Linked DNA regions of Mus musculus: regions 2 and 3 are each linked to region 1. Evidence: chromatin contacts called from public HiChIP or PLAC-seq data. All regions are on one chromosome and are shown on one strand. Each heading gives the region's core, a stretch centred on a gene start, on an enhancer-like site or on the middle of the called end of the contact. The rest is flanking DNA. Distances are from core to core; before and after follow the strand shown. Region 1 holds the start of Camk1d (calcium/calmodulin-dependent protein kinase ID). Region 2 has its middle 9.1 kb from the start of Gm39755. Region 3 overlaps Ccdc3 (coiled-coil domain containing 3).

Region 1 (4,443 bases), core at 1,451-3,950:
AAGAAAGCGAGCTCCTTCCCAGCGTTGCTACTCACACAGCAAGTGTCAGAGAGTCGGCTGAGGTCTGCTTCTTTATTCAGGCGACATTCCTTTATCGTCCAGCCACAGTGTGTAAATGTCTGCAGTAATGGGAATGTCATGGGCTTGCTCTCAAGGAGCGTTGTGTGGCTTGGTAGGAAACGGGCATGGCTGTGTGTGTGTGTATGTAGGAGAAAGGACAACCTCAGTTGCCACTCTCATCGACCATCCACTTCACTTTTTATTAGTAGTATTTTTAATGATCTCTTACTGGCCTAGAACTCACCAAGTAGGCTAGGCTGGCTGTTTGGGTGGGCACTGTGTTCCAGAATTCTCTCATCTCCACCTTCCTAGCCTTGGGATTACAAGTGTTTGTCACCGCAGCTGGTTTATTATTATTATCTTATTATTATTATTGCTAAAAACAGAAACAAAAAATATACTCCAAACCACCTGGATTCGGGGGGATCAAACTTAGGTCCTCACATGTGCAAGACAAGCACTTTACCTACTGAACCATCTCCCAGGTCCTTATCTCTGCTTTTCTTATGAGATTGGAATTGCCTGTCTTTGATCAAACGGAAAGAGAGGGAGATGGAGAAGGAGAAAGGAAACGATACAGAAGGGGCACAGGACAGTGTCGCTGGGTTCTGTTGACCCATGCTTTATGCAATAAGATACAGTGTATACAGCTCTTACTGGAGGGGTGCTGTATGCTTTGGACTTTGGGCATGTCTCCATCTTGGAGAGAGGTTCCTTAGTTCTCCCCCACCCCCACCCCCACCCCTCAGATATTGTTTGTACGATTTCTTCTGGGTTTGTAAAAGCAAGCACAGTCATGTGGGCATAATGACATTCTGACGTTAATCCCATAAGATTATAATGGAGCTGCAAAATTCCTATGGCCCAGTGACCTCTTAGCCAGTCATAACATCAGTGTGACCCATTACTCATGGGTCTGTGGTATTGGTGATGTAAACAGACCTACGATGGTGTGCTTTGCCTAGAAATACTGTAGATATCATTCCTTAGGTAGACAATGCTTGATAGTAAATGACTCTTACTGAATTATCTATTTAGTGGGTTGGACTTTTTTTTTTTTTTTTAGATTATGTTTCTTCTGCTTGTGAAAGAAAACTTGACTGTAAGTCAGTTTGCTATATTATGCCGGCAGTACCCTCTTGTATCTTGTATTTACCGTGCCTCTCGATTGCATCATTTTGTCTTGTGCTTGATTTAATTTCATGTTTTGTTCATTATGGCTCTAGGAGCAATAGGCTGTTTCTCCCCAACCTCCAAGCCCGTGAGCGTGTGTATCCCACAGGCTGGGTGTGTGCAGCATCCAGGTCTGTGTAAATACACTTAACATGATGATCATATGACTCGGTTGTCACACTCCTAAACAACCAATGGTTATAACCCTCTTCTCTGCTGTTCTCAGCTTCAAGAGCTTAGGACTAAGGGCCAAAGAAACGTGGAAAACAGCACTGAGAATCTAGGGATAGGTAGATTTTTCTTCTAACCTCCTTGGGAGTCCACAAAGGGCTCCAAGGCAGAGCCTCTGGCCAGTCTGAACCAATGGGGAGGTGTTGGGGGGGGGGGATTTCTTTTTCTGAAAGCAGATTCACACCTCCTCCTCCTCCCCCCTCTCAAATTGGAACAGTCCTGGGAAAATGGGACAGGTGTCCCCAGTTAAGAGACAGGGCTGTTTACTCAATTCAGCCGAACAGCTCTAAGGGAGAGGAAGTCTTGCTACAAAGAAAACTTAACATTTCCTATCATGAGGTAGTAGTCCCTGCCAGTTGAACCAAAGGACCAACTGGAAACGCTGCCTACTGTCCTCTAACAGGTGAATACCAGGTGAGAGTGGGCAGGTCAAAGTTCACTCTGGAGACCAGAGGCCTGAGGAAAATGTATCTCTGCTTCTACCTTAACCTTCTAAGTAAGCCACTTGCGGGGTATGCTGATGGGGGAAGGCGCTAGAGAGAGGCGTCTTTCCATTGAATCGGTGTAATTTGGCCACGGCCTCAGAGCATCAGGAGTAAAGTGAGAAAGAGGAAATCAGAAGGGTTCAAACACTAGTCAGTCCAGTCACTCCAGTTCTGGGCCAGGCCAGCCACCATGTCCCGCATCCACCCATCACTTGGCCGCCAAATAACCCCTGGAGTTTTACTCCGGAAGGGACCACCAGGCGGTGATTGGCTCGTCTTGGGCGTGCCTGTCCGATACATCCCGAGGTTTCCTTTAGCTGCTCCAAAACTGACGTGAAGCAGATTTTGGTGCAATGCGAATTAGCTCCAGCAGCGGAGTCCGGAGGTGACTGCCGAGCTCCGGGAGCGCCTGCTGGGGCAAAGCTGCGGCCAGGAGTCAACGCCCGCCTGCCGATGGCTCCATCCAGGCCGCCGCCCATTGCCTTGACAACAAGCCCCCACCCGCCCTCCTGCACAGCAGGCTTGGGTCACCGGCTCTTGGGTATGCGAAGGCGCCCCGCCCTGGGCGCCCCGCAACCGTGAGCCGCGCAACCCCACCTTGCCGAGAGCTTCCGAGCGCCAAGCAGAGGCGCCCCCTCCTGCTCGAAGAGGGAAAGCCCGGGCGCCCCCAGCATTGACTTCATAATAAAGCTCCCTAAAGGCTAGGGCTCCCCCGCGCGTTCCGGCGCCCTGCACCTGCTGGGTTCTCCCACCCGCCCTCGCCCGGGGACCCAGGGTGCGCGGACGGCCTGGGAGCGTGCGTGGCTCCGTGGTCAAGTGCTGCATCCCGGCGCCCAAGCACGGAGCTCCTGGGGAGGGGAGGGGGAGCGGGACATCCCCGAAGGCCGCCTCGCGGGAGGCGGGGAGGCTGCCGGGTGCACTGGGAGGGCGGGGAGCCCGCGGGAGGAGGCGGGCTGGGGGAGTGGGGCGGGCGGCGGGGAGGGAGCAGGAGCCAGGCAAGAAAGTAGCAGAAAGTGAGGCTGGCAGGCGGCGGCAGAGGCAGGAAGTCTTTGCCGGAGAGCAGTAGAAATTAGAGCCAGGGAGGGACCGCGGCGGCAGCAGCCAAGGCGAAAGAGGAAACTGCCGAAGAGGAAGCTCTGCGGCAGCCCGAGCCTCCCTGCGCTCCGCATCCTCCCGCTCCGCATCCCGGCGCCGGGCATCCCCCGGAGCCCGCGCCGCGCCTCCGGCGCCCCTTCCCCAGCGCAACCCTCGGCCGCCCTACAGCATTAGTCTGCCATGGCCCGGGAGAACGGCGAGAGCAGCTCCTCCTGGAAAAAGCAAGCAGAAGACATTAAGAAGATCTTCGAGTTCAAGGAGACCCTCGGAACGTAAGTGGGTGCTGGGGACCAGCGGGTGGAAGTAGCATCGGTGGCGGCAGCAGCGTCGGCTGCTCCTGCTGCTACCGTCGCCACCGCCACCGCGGCAGAAACTGGCTGGTCGATGCGTCCTCATTGTCCCATAGTCCGCTCTTATGGAGACCCTCCGCGAGTCCACCGCGTGGGTCTGCGCCCACGGTTGACACCTCTCCTGGGCGGGGGAGGGGAGCGCAGGGCGCGCAGAGAACAGCCCACGCGGGCGGGCGACTTTCCTTTTCCCTTGCCACCACCGCCCTCCACTGATTTTCTCCCCACGCGTGACTGTGGGCTGAGCATGGTGGATCTCGCTGATCGCTGGCTGTGTGCACTTACTCATCGTGTGTATGGGCGCACTGGGCCGACGAAAGTGGTCACGAGGAAATTCAGCTTTTGGTCCTACCCTTACATCATATATTCCTATGGAATTGACATATGCACGTACTAGGTGTAGACAAGACTTTGGCTGGCCTCAGGATGATGGGAGGGAAGAATTTCGCAGTATTCAGAGTGACATGTGGTCAGAGCTTCATCTGTGTGTACATCTCACCATAGGGTCAGATGCCCGGCGCTGGGGTTCATGTCCGGGTGGGAGGAGGATCAGTGAGTCTTTAGGGGCGGTTCTCTCCGGGGCTCATGCTTGATGGTTACATCTCCAGAAAGCAGAAATAATCAAAAGTGTGTGTCATCAGAGCTCTGAACATGTGCCACTCAGTACAGCTGCAGTTCCCTTCCTGCGCATGAGTTGGCTTTGTTTTGTTTTGAAGCGCCTCAGATAGGTACAGGGGCTGTGAAAGAATTCAGCGCCGCGGAAAGAGTCTGAAGTTCAAGTTATTTTCTTCCACCACTTGATCGGTTTCTGGTTTTGATCGGTATCTGTACATGAAGATACAGTCTCACACGTGCTCCGTAAAATGAACCTTTTGCTGGGGTTTAGGAGGGTGCTGATGACTCGGAGAAAAGGAGGTGGTGATTCCCGGGTGTATCTGTGTTTCTGGGCGCTTATCTCTCCTCCTGCCCTCTCGGCCTTCTTATTTCTGGGCTTGGTTTGCTTTTCCAGGACCTCAGTTTTCAAGCCTGCTCGAAGTGCAGAGTCCCACAGC
Region 2 (4,443 bases), core at 554-3,053, 600 kb after region 1:
AACACCATATCACCTCATGTTATTATTATTATTATTATTATTATTATAGTGTCAAGAAGCTGTAGGTTTTATGTAGGGCGCCGTTTATATTATTCATGAGTCCATGACCTAAAGTGTCGTGGGGGTGGCCCCACTTGGAAGCATGCTGCAGAAAAACAACCTGTTCGCCTTTAAGAAGGAAAAAGAAGCGCGTTGCTTGTTCTCAGGAAGGTGGATGAGATTGAAGATCATCATGGTGAGCAAAACTGGTCAGACTTGGGAAGACATGCATCACATGATTTTGAAATATATAGAACCCAAAAATAAAAGTAACAGACATGAAGGTAGAAAAAAATCAGCAGGAGGTAGTGGGGGGTAAGTGTGTCGATGGCGATTATGAAGGATGCATCTTTATATGCATGAACTAAGCATGTTATATTGTACTGTTTTGTACAATAGAGCCTACTAAATAAAGAAATGTAAGTAAATAATGAGAGGCAGAGAGACAGAGAGTGAGCCAGGCATGGTGGTTCATGCCTGTAATTCCAGCACTTAGGAAGCTGGGGCAAAGGGATCATAAATTTGAGGCCAGAATGGATTACACAGGGAGACCATGCCTAGGGGTGAAGAGGAAAAGAACCTGAATCCAGGTAAACCATGACCTTCTAAAATAAGAAGCAGGGAAGAGCAGTTCAAAGACTGGACGGTCACCACCAGAATAATAGGAAAGGAGGGATGGTTAAAAAAATAATTGCTTTGGCAGTAAGAAATATTGTAAATCTCTCTCTCTCTCTCTCTCTTTCTCTCTCTCTGTGTGTGTGTGTGTGTGTGTGTGTGTGTGTGTGTGTGTGTTGTTTGGCTATTTATTTATTTGTTTTGGTAGTGAATATGGACAACCTTCATTTTTTTTCAATGTATAGTAGTCACATAATTATAATCTAGTTTGTTTTCTACTGCTGTGGTAAACACCATGAGCAACCTTGGAAGGAAAGGTTTTTTGACATACAAATTACAGCCAAGGCAGGAATGGGGGCAGGAGGAGCAGGCAGGAACTGAAGCAGAGATTGGGTAGCAAAACGGCTTAGTGGCTTGCTCAGTTGCTTTCTTACACAGCCCAGGAGCACCTGCCGAGGGACAGTAATGCCCATAGTAGTCTGGGCCTTCTCACATGAATCCTTAATCAAGATCATGTCCATGCACATGCCCACAGGTCAGTCTGATGGCGTCAGTTTCTCAACTGAGGCTCCCTCTTCCCAATGACTCCAGTTTGTATCAAGTTTGAAAGAAAGAAAAAAAGAAGAAGAACACAGTCACACTGCATATTGTGACAAAGCCCTTCCTTAAGCTGTCACCCTCACCAACTGAGATATTCAGATCACTGTCCTGTGACAGACTCAACTGTGAAGCCAGAGAGTAAACGGCCCACGCAGGCCCACTGCCCTGGTCTTCCTTGGGACCCTCCGTGGAAGGACGAAGTAAGGTTTCAGCCCAAAGAAAGCTTCTCAGCAGGGGAGTTTTAGGCATCGTTCCAAGAAGATCTGGAAAGCCCAGATAGTAAGCTGAGCAAAGAGGAGAAGACCAGGGCTGTCACAGGGCTCTGCTGGGAAAGAACAAAAGCTGTTTGTTTAAGGGGGGAAGAAATCAAAATAGCATTTACGGTTCCAGAAGAGGAAGCTCCAGTCACGGACACATCAGACTTGTCGAGGCTTAGCCTCGGAGGCTTAGACATTCTCCTAGGAAAGGCATGGCAAGAAACAGCCTGGGGTGCTCCCAGCCCCTGGCTCCTGTCTCTTCAGCCCATTCCTTCCTTTGTGTTTACAGACAGAGAGCTCAGGATCTGCAGATTAGAAGCAGTAATGAGGATGGTGTTTATGCAGGACCGTGTTACAGGCAGCTCGGAGCACTTGGCAGGCTGTCTTGCTGGCACTGCCTGACTTTTAGAGGAAGGGACTGTAGCTGGCAGGGGTCTCTATCTACACCAAGGAGCCCAGTGGCACCTATCTACGCCTGTGCTGACACACTGCGCACACCTCGTCAACGTCGTGACTTTAACTACTTTGCCCTCTAGATCTCTCCCCTTCTTCTCTTCCTTCCTTTCCCTTCATTCCTGTTACGAGGTCTCCTATGTGACCCAGGCTGGTCTCATGATCTTCCTCCCTAGTCCCTCCTATCTAAAATGCAGGGAGTAACAGGTATGTCCCATCACTTCTGGACTACTTTTTGGAAATCCAGCTTTTCTATCTCAATCCAGATGACCTGTGTCTAATTTGTTTTCTAGTGCTGTGATAGACACCATGACCAGAACCTATGGAGGAAGGGGTTTGTTTCGTCTTATAACTTACAGCTTGACAAGAAGGTAAGTCCTGGCAAGAATTCAAGGCAGGAAGCTGGAGGCAAGAACTAAAGCAGAGGCTATGGAGGGATGCTGCTTACTGGCTTGCTCCCCATCGCTTGTTCATCCTACTTTCTTATATACTCATGACCACCTGCCTAGGGCTGGTCTGGGCCTCTCCACATCCATCATTAGACAAGAAAATGCCCCACAGACTTGTCCATAGGCATTGATAAAGACATTGTCTCAGTTGGGGTTCCCTCTTCCCTGATGATTCTAGGTTGTATCAAGATGACAAAAAGCTAAACAGGACAAATCCAAACATAAAGAAGTCCCTGGAGTAATTAAAAATGAAATTCCATGTCTGCATCCACGCTGCGTTGATGTCGATGGCCCACATTACCACTGAAGGCCATGTGGGTGCCATGGTCTGTGCTGTAGTCTGAACCCATGTCGGTGTGAGCGGCCTTCACTGCCACCTGAGGTGTGAGCGGCCTTCACTGCCACCTGAGGCCATGTTGGTATCCTTGGTCTGTACTGCTGCTGAGGGCTGTGATGGTGTCCATGGTGTGTGCAGTAGCAGAGGGCCAGGCTGATGTCCATGGTCTGTACTGCTGCATTAGGTCAGCAGCTAGGGACTGCCCCAGACCCTCTGGGTCCCTGTGTCTGCGTGGAACGGGTCTCTAGTCGCAGGTGGGCAAAGCGTGGATGAGACAGACAGATGCATACAGGGGAGGTTGTGTGTATTTGTCAGGTCAAGCATCAAACTTTTTATAGTACAGAGAATACAAGGGGTTGGAAGTCACATCAGGCAAGGTACATTGAAGTTACCAGGTACAAAACAAAGGAATGACTTCAAAAGGAATTACAGGAACCAGATATATGTTTACAGTAAAGATAAAGCAGTCCTGCCTAGGATCAGCTTAGTGACAGGCAAGGATTTCACACTCTAGTGTTATACCTTTGAACCTTGTGAAGGCTAGCACCAGGGGGTTCTGCTCTTGGCAGACCTCAGGAATAATGCAATATCACAACCCCCCTAATTTCCTAGGCCTTGCTAAGTTCTTATTAGTGTAACTTTTAAGTATCTGGAGAATCTCCATTTGTCAGGAGAATATACCAACTTGCTTTTAATATGCAATGTAACCTGTACTGAAGATTTCTATCTCAGTGAGATTCCCTGGTTCTTTCTGCAGACCAGTTGAGCCACTGGCTCTGTCTATTGTAATGCTTAATTAGTTGCTGAATAGGTTAACTTCCTTACTGCCTTCTCACAGAATTCTAAGCTCTGCAGCTTCTGGGATCTTGGAACACTGGGGGAATTAACTATAACAGAATTTAATCTTAAAGGGCATTTATAATAAAATATTAAAAGAGAGCTCATAGATCCGTACATCAGACTAACTCGGGAATAGAGTGTGAGTATGAGAACGCCAAAACTCCAGGAGGTGAGTTTGTTTGAAACTCTCTGCCTCGTGAGTGGCTTCAGACCCTGTCAAGCTGACTCGACCGGAGTGCGTGGCAAGGGACCATGTGGATGTCCGAGGTCCACACTGTCGCCAGAAACCATGTGTAACTCCATAGTCCATGCTCCAGCTGACTGTGGTGTTGATGACTGCAGACTCACACGGCTTCTGGTGCAACCCCTCCCCTCCTCCACCCTCCCAGAAAACAACACCATAGACAGAAAGCCTCTAAAGAGAACTCTTTAGAATTGTGATAAGGATGCTGAAGTTTAGCTCTCCAGAACTGACGGCTTTTGTGCAGGTGAGAAAGAACTCAGTTTTCTTTAAGGGTCTGGCTAATTAGAGTCTGACCATGCTCCAGTGAGGATGTTGTAACACAATTGGACTTTCTTTTCCTCCTCCTCCTCCTCCTCCTCCTCCTCCTCCTTTCCCCTCCTCCTTCCTCTTCTTCCTTCCTTCTCTTCCTCCTCCTTCTCCTTCCTCTTCCTCTTTCCCCTCCTCTTCCTTTCTCTTCTTCCTCCTCCTCTTTCTCTCTCTCTTCCTCCTCTTTCTCTTTCTCCTCCTCCCCTTCTTCCTCTTCCTCTTCTTTTGGGGGGAGGTCCCAAGGATGGAAGACAGACCTGGGAGGACTGAGAAGTGAGGGTGCTCAGGGTTCATGATGTGAAA
Region 3 (4,443 bases), core at 1,154-3,653, 550 kb after region 1:
GACTGCTGAGCTGGCCTGGTGGGAAAAGACACTTGCTGGCAAACCTGACCACTTGGGTTTGATCCCCAAAATTCACATACCATCCCATGAAGTTACAATGTCTTAGAAGCAGTGCTACATCCACAAATGTCATGAAACAAATGAGTCAGGTGCCTGAGATGGGGGAACTTCTAAAAATCAAAATCTAGCAAGGCCGGATAGATCAGTTAGCACACTGAAGATGAGCTCAGAGGGGGCCCCCCAAAATGTGTCAATGTCACCTTAAGGAATGAAAAAGCTACTTCCTCTTGGATTAGTTTGACCAAAAGCAAACCCAAATTTAAATTCTTCATTTTTCTCCCTGTGGCTTTTGTCTCTCTGTAGGTTGTGGTTACTGGCCTATCTCTATCTATCTCTTGTACCTGTCTGATCCGTCTGTCCCTACTACCCATGTCTTGTGCTGGGCGTCTGTTCTGTCCTGTGTGTGTGTGTGTGTGTGTGTGTGTGTGTGTGTGTGTGTGTGTGTGTGTACACACATGCATGCACGCACACGCGTGCACCTGTACCTAGTAAAAGTATTTACTCTGTTTTTCATGAACAACGGAGAAAACTTAGGATGGGAAAGAAGTAAGGAGTTCTTTCAGAAATCTTCAAGAGTTTTATGAGGAAAGAAGTTACTTTGCGCACCTAGAACAGCAAACAAAACCACATCCCATCAACCTGCATCCACATGCTGCATCCCCCATGTATGGGATCTTTGCTGACCTGTCGACAGTTCTCAGTAAATACTACAACACACACATACACTGTTCTGGGTAAGGGCAAGAAAGAGTACATAACTTCTGATTTAAGCTATGCACTTAACGTAGGTTGTAAAAGCTAACCACATGAGAAATCCCCTGCACAGTAAGTTCGATACACTGTTTTCTTAAAGGCGGGTTAGATTTAAACTTGAGAAGTTCAGTCTTAAGTGACCTCAAGGAATATTATTAACTTAGTTGCAAAGCTGGAAAAAGTTGAGGCTCTTTGGAAACTCTTACTACAGCCAAGAACTCCCTGTGGCCTCTTCTTTCGTCTGTCTCTCTCTCTCTCTCTCTCTCTCTCTCTCTCTCTCTCTCTCTCTCTCCCTCTCCCTCTCCCTCTCCCTCTCCCTCTCCCTCTCCCTCTCCCTCTCCCTCTCTCCCTCTCCCTCTCCCTCTCTCTCTCTCTCTCTCTCTCTCTCTCTCTCTCTCTCTGTGTGTGTGTGTGTGTGTGTGTGTGTGTGTGTGTGTGTGTGTCCCTCTAGGCAGTCCCTTTCCTAAGTTTAAATTAGGGTTATGGGCTTAGATCATCCCTTCTCCTCAAGCCCCTGATCCAAGCGAAGGCCAGTCTTTCCAGTAAACACCCTCCCCTCCGGGGTTTTCTCAACCTCTTTCCATCTCAGAAGAGTTAAGGAAGGTGCCCTTACCATGCATGGCACCCCATGCATCACCCTCCCCAAAAGAAAGGGGAGGCCCACACCCTAGTCTCCCATGAAAACAAACCCAAGTTTCATCTCCAGGTTCCCACCCCCCTGCCCTCACCAGCCCAGACTCTGCCTGGGCAGGTATATTCTGGAGTGCTAGGCAGCCCTACCTCTACCTGGCAGACATTAAATTAGCCTTATGCGATTCAGAAGTCTAGGAAAGGGGATTTTCAAAAGTGGAAAGAAATCCACCAGCCCAGTCCAGCCCGCTGATTTTCCAACTAGAGGAGAGGAAAATGGATCAACAAGAAGACAATCTTCCTACGGTCTCAGAACTTGCAAACTCCCCCTCCCACAGATGGGCAAAGCTTGCAGAACTGACTCTCACTAGCCTAGTGTCTGCTAGCCAGAAATCAAGTGGACAAAGTCCCGCCAGCCGTTTTTCTCATCTTACCAGCGCTTCTCACATATTACCACAGAAGCTTGCCACAGGAACATATACGGTATGCAGTTAACTAGTCGTTCTTACCAGAAGGGCTCAATGCATCCCGCTTTACCATCCCTCTCAGCTACGTTACCAAGAACAAGTTAGCCCACTCCCAATCTATAGGAGTGAGGTCTAGCTTCAATGGGTTGGAGCTAGCCAGGCTAAGAACCAGGTCACAGCTCAGGCCCCAAAGGTGTCTTCCACCGTGCATCACACTCTCTTCAGAACAGGAATGGCTAACCCCAGCATAGTTAGTTACATTTGTGTGTTTTGCCTCTGACTTCTGTGAGTCCTTGTATCAGAACCAGCTACATGGACAATGTCAGTTTGTCCTGCTAGCAGCTGGAGCACAGAACAACAGCCCAGATAAAGCCAGGAAGCGACCTCCGAGCCTCAGGGAATCTGGCTTCTGCAGTGCTGGCCTTGGAGCAGCCGGACAGGGAGTGGGTGGGGGTAGCAGCAGACACAGGCAAAGCCTGCCTGTGGGCAGATAACCATAAGAACAGCTCGGCAGGATTCAGTATTCACTCACACATTCACAGAGCATTTACTGAGCACATGGGAAACAAGCCACAGGGGTCAGGCCTGGCAAGATGGCTCTGCAGGTAAAGGACCTGACTTTGATTCAGAACCCACACGGTGGGAGAAAAAAACTGAGTCATACAAATTGTCCTAATTTCCAGATACATGCTGTGGCTTGCACATGTGCACATGCATGTACACACACACACACACACACACACACACACACACACACACACACTAAATATAATAAAATCTTTTACAAAGAGCACTGGAGTCAGAGGAGGGAGTGGGCTAGCAAAGGAGGTGCTGATATGGGGAATGGGATGGTCCAGAATTCTAAGACACACTCTGCCCTAAGAGGAGACTTATCAAACCAAAACTCCACAGTCACAAGGGCCAACATCTTGTGGGGTGTGCTCTCTTCATCTGGTCCCTGGGCTGCTTTCATCCATAGCATCACCACACAAACAGATAAAAACAGACACATGGGCCGTACATAGTGCTGTCTGTATACAAATAATTCAACCCTTGCTGAAAAGAAGACCAGAGAAGAGGGGATGAATCCTGAACCAGTGGAAGACAGAAGATGCTTGGAGTAGACGGACTGTTCTGAAAGACACACTAATGGCAGATACAAGCTATTCTGTATTTGCCCACACACAAATGTAACACCAAACATGGACCCTAATGAAAGCCATGGGGCCCGTGTGATAACAGTATCTATAACTGTAGGCTGACAGATCCTTAAAGCCATGTCCCACCCTGCTGGGGGTGTTGACAGTCAGGGAGGCTGCACATATGTGAAGGCAGCAGGTATGTGGGAGTTTCCTGCATCTCTATCCCACTTGCTGTGCTATAAGAAACAAAATCTATTTTTTTCTAGTTTGGTATATGTGTGTGTGTATAGGTGTGCTTACAAGTGTACACAGGTGTGTGCAGACAGTAGGGATCAATGTCTGATCTAATCCCTAGTTGTTCTTCAGTTTTGCTTTATTAGAGAGAGTCTCTCTCTCTCTCTCTCTCTCTCTCTCTCTCTCTCTCTCTCTCTCTCTCTCTCTCTCTCAACCTGAAACTCACTGGTTTGTCTAATTTGGCTGGCCAGTGAAGTTCAGGGATCCTCCTGTCTCCCCCTCCTTCCACAGTCAGTACTTTCCTAAGCTCCTGACTAAACCAACTCCCTGGTGCCAAATCTAATTTTTCCTTTTTTTTCCTTCCCCCAAGACAATGCCTCACATAGCCCAGGCTGGCCTCCAATTGCTACATAGCCTAGGATGACCTTGAACTTCTGGACCTCCCACGTGGCCATCAGTTTATGCAGTTCTGGGAATCAAACCCAGAGCGTCAGTCATGTTAGGCAAGCATTCTGCCAAGTAAGGACCACCCCCAGCCCGCAAACCTAGTCTTTACAAACCACTGCCTCCTCTCAATCATAAAATGATTAAATGGGGTGAGGGCTCTGAGTCACCCACTAGCCCACACTGTCTCTATACCAACGCTCTCCACAGCAGCCATCACCTCATGCTCTGGCCTGGACAAAGACTCTCACACGTCAGCAGAGGGCGCTGCACAGCATGGCAGGCTTCTGAGTGCCCCACCCCATGCCTCCCACCATCAGGGGTTCGGGCTCTGAAGAGGCATCCACTTAGAAGTCCAGACTCTGCCACCATGAGCTCTACCCCACGCTGCAATGGCAGGTAAATGCCCATGGGTCACAAGGCAGGCCCTTTGGGACTCACTAAACCTGAGACCCCCCCTTTCTCCCGTGGGACACTTCCTCGTCTGTGTCTCAATGTCTGTGCTGAACGCTGCATGGACATCTCACCTAGATCTCAAAACTCAGAAAGGGGACCATTCTTGTAGCCCATAGCCAAAGCTAAGGCTCGGTGACACTGAAGGACATAAACGCGCTTGCAGAGTTCATAAGAAACAGAGCTAAGATGCTACCCTAGGTCTGTCCCAGTCCAGATTCTGAGATGCCATCCACCTTCAGTAATTTCGGGACTGTCAT

Evidence for each region. HiChIP or PLAC-seq counts read pairs in DNA pulled down with a chosen protein or histone mark.
Region 2: an H3K4me3 HiChIP or PLAC-seq map of forebrain shows a contact between it and region 1, with 7 times the contacts expected there. The contact joins the enhancer-like site here to the promoter of Camk1d in region 1. A contact is called at or near these places in 7 of 39 promoter capture datasets (the 3T3-L1 cell line, embryonic stem cells, liver and 2 more), 1 of 484 Hi-C or Micro-C datasets (bone marrow-derived macrophages) and 11 of 115 datasets of contacts at active chromatin or transcription factors (embryonic forebrain, embryonic hindbrain, embryonic limb bud and 5 more).
Region 3: an H3K4me3 HiChIP or PLAC-seq map of embryonic stem cells shows a contact between it and region 1, with 8 times the contacts expected there. The contact joins the enhancer-like site here to the promoter of Camk1d in region 1. A contact is called at or near these places in 6 of 39 promoter capture datasets (the 3T3-L1 cell line, embryonic stem cells, liver and 2 more), 1 of 484 Hi-C or Micro-C datasets (the N1E-115 cell line), 8 of 115 datasets of contacts at active chromatin or transcription factors (embryonic forebrain, embryonic hindbrain, embryonic stem cells and 2 more) and 1 of 9 other capture datasets (embryonic stem cells).

Annotation. Positions count from the first base shown.
Region 1 is chr2:5,713,019-5,717,461 of GRCm38.p6, reverse strand. Camk1d (calcium/calmodulin-dependent protein kinase ID) reads left to right here and starts at 2,700. Exons shown (of 11, transcript NM_177343.4): 1 at 2,700-3,316. The coding sequence starts at 3,225.
Region 2 is chr2:5,110,296-5,114,738 of GRCm38.p6, reverse strand. No RefSeq gene overlaps it. Among named protein-coding and RNA genes, the nearest start is that of Gm39755, 9.1 kb to the right of the region's middle. Within about 2 kb of position 1,803, at least 47 of the 459 cell types and tissues checked have an H3K27ac peak or open chromatin away from gene starts, as enhancers often do. A contact at or near this core is called in embryonic forebrain, forebrain and neural stem cells, where this site is marked.
Region 3 is chr2:5,160,876-5,165,318 of GRCm38.p6, reverse strand. The region is part of intron 2 of Ccdc3 (coiled-coil domain containing 3); the gene reads right to left. Among named protein-coding and RNA genes, the nearest start is that of Ccdc3, 25 kb to the right of the region's middle. Within about 2 kb of position 2,403, at least 16 of the 459 cell types and tissues checked have an H3K27ac peak or open chromatin away from gene starts, as enhancers often do. A contact at or near this core is called in embryonic stem cells and trophoblast stem cells, where this site is marked.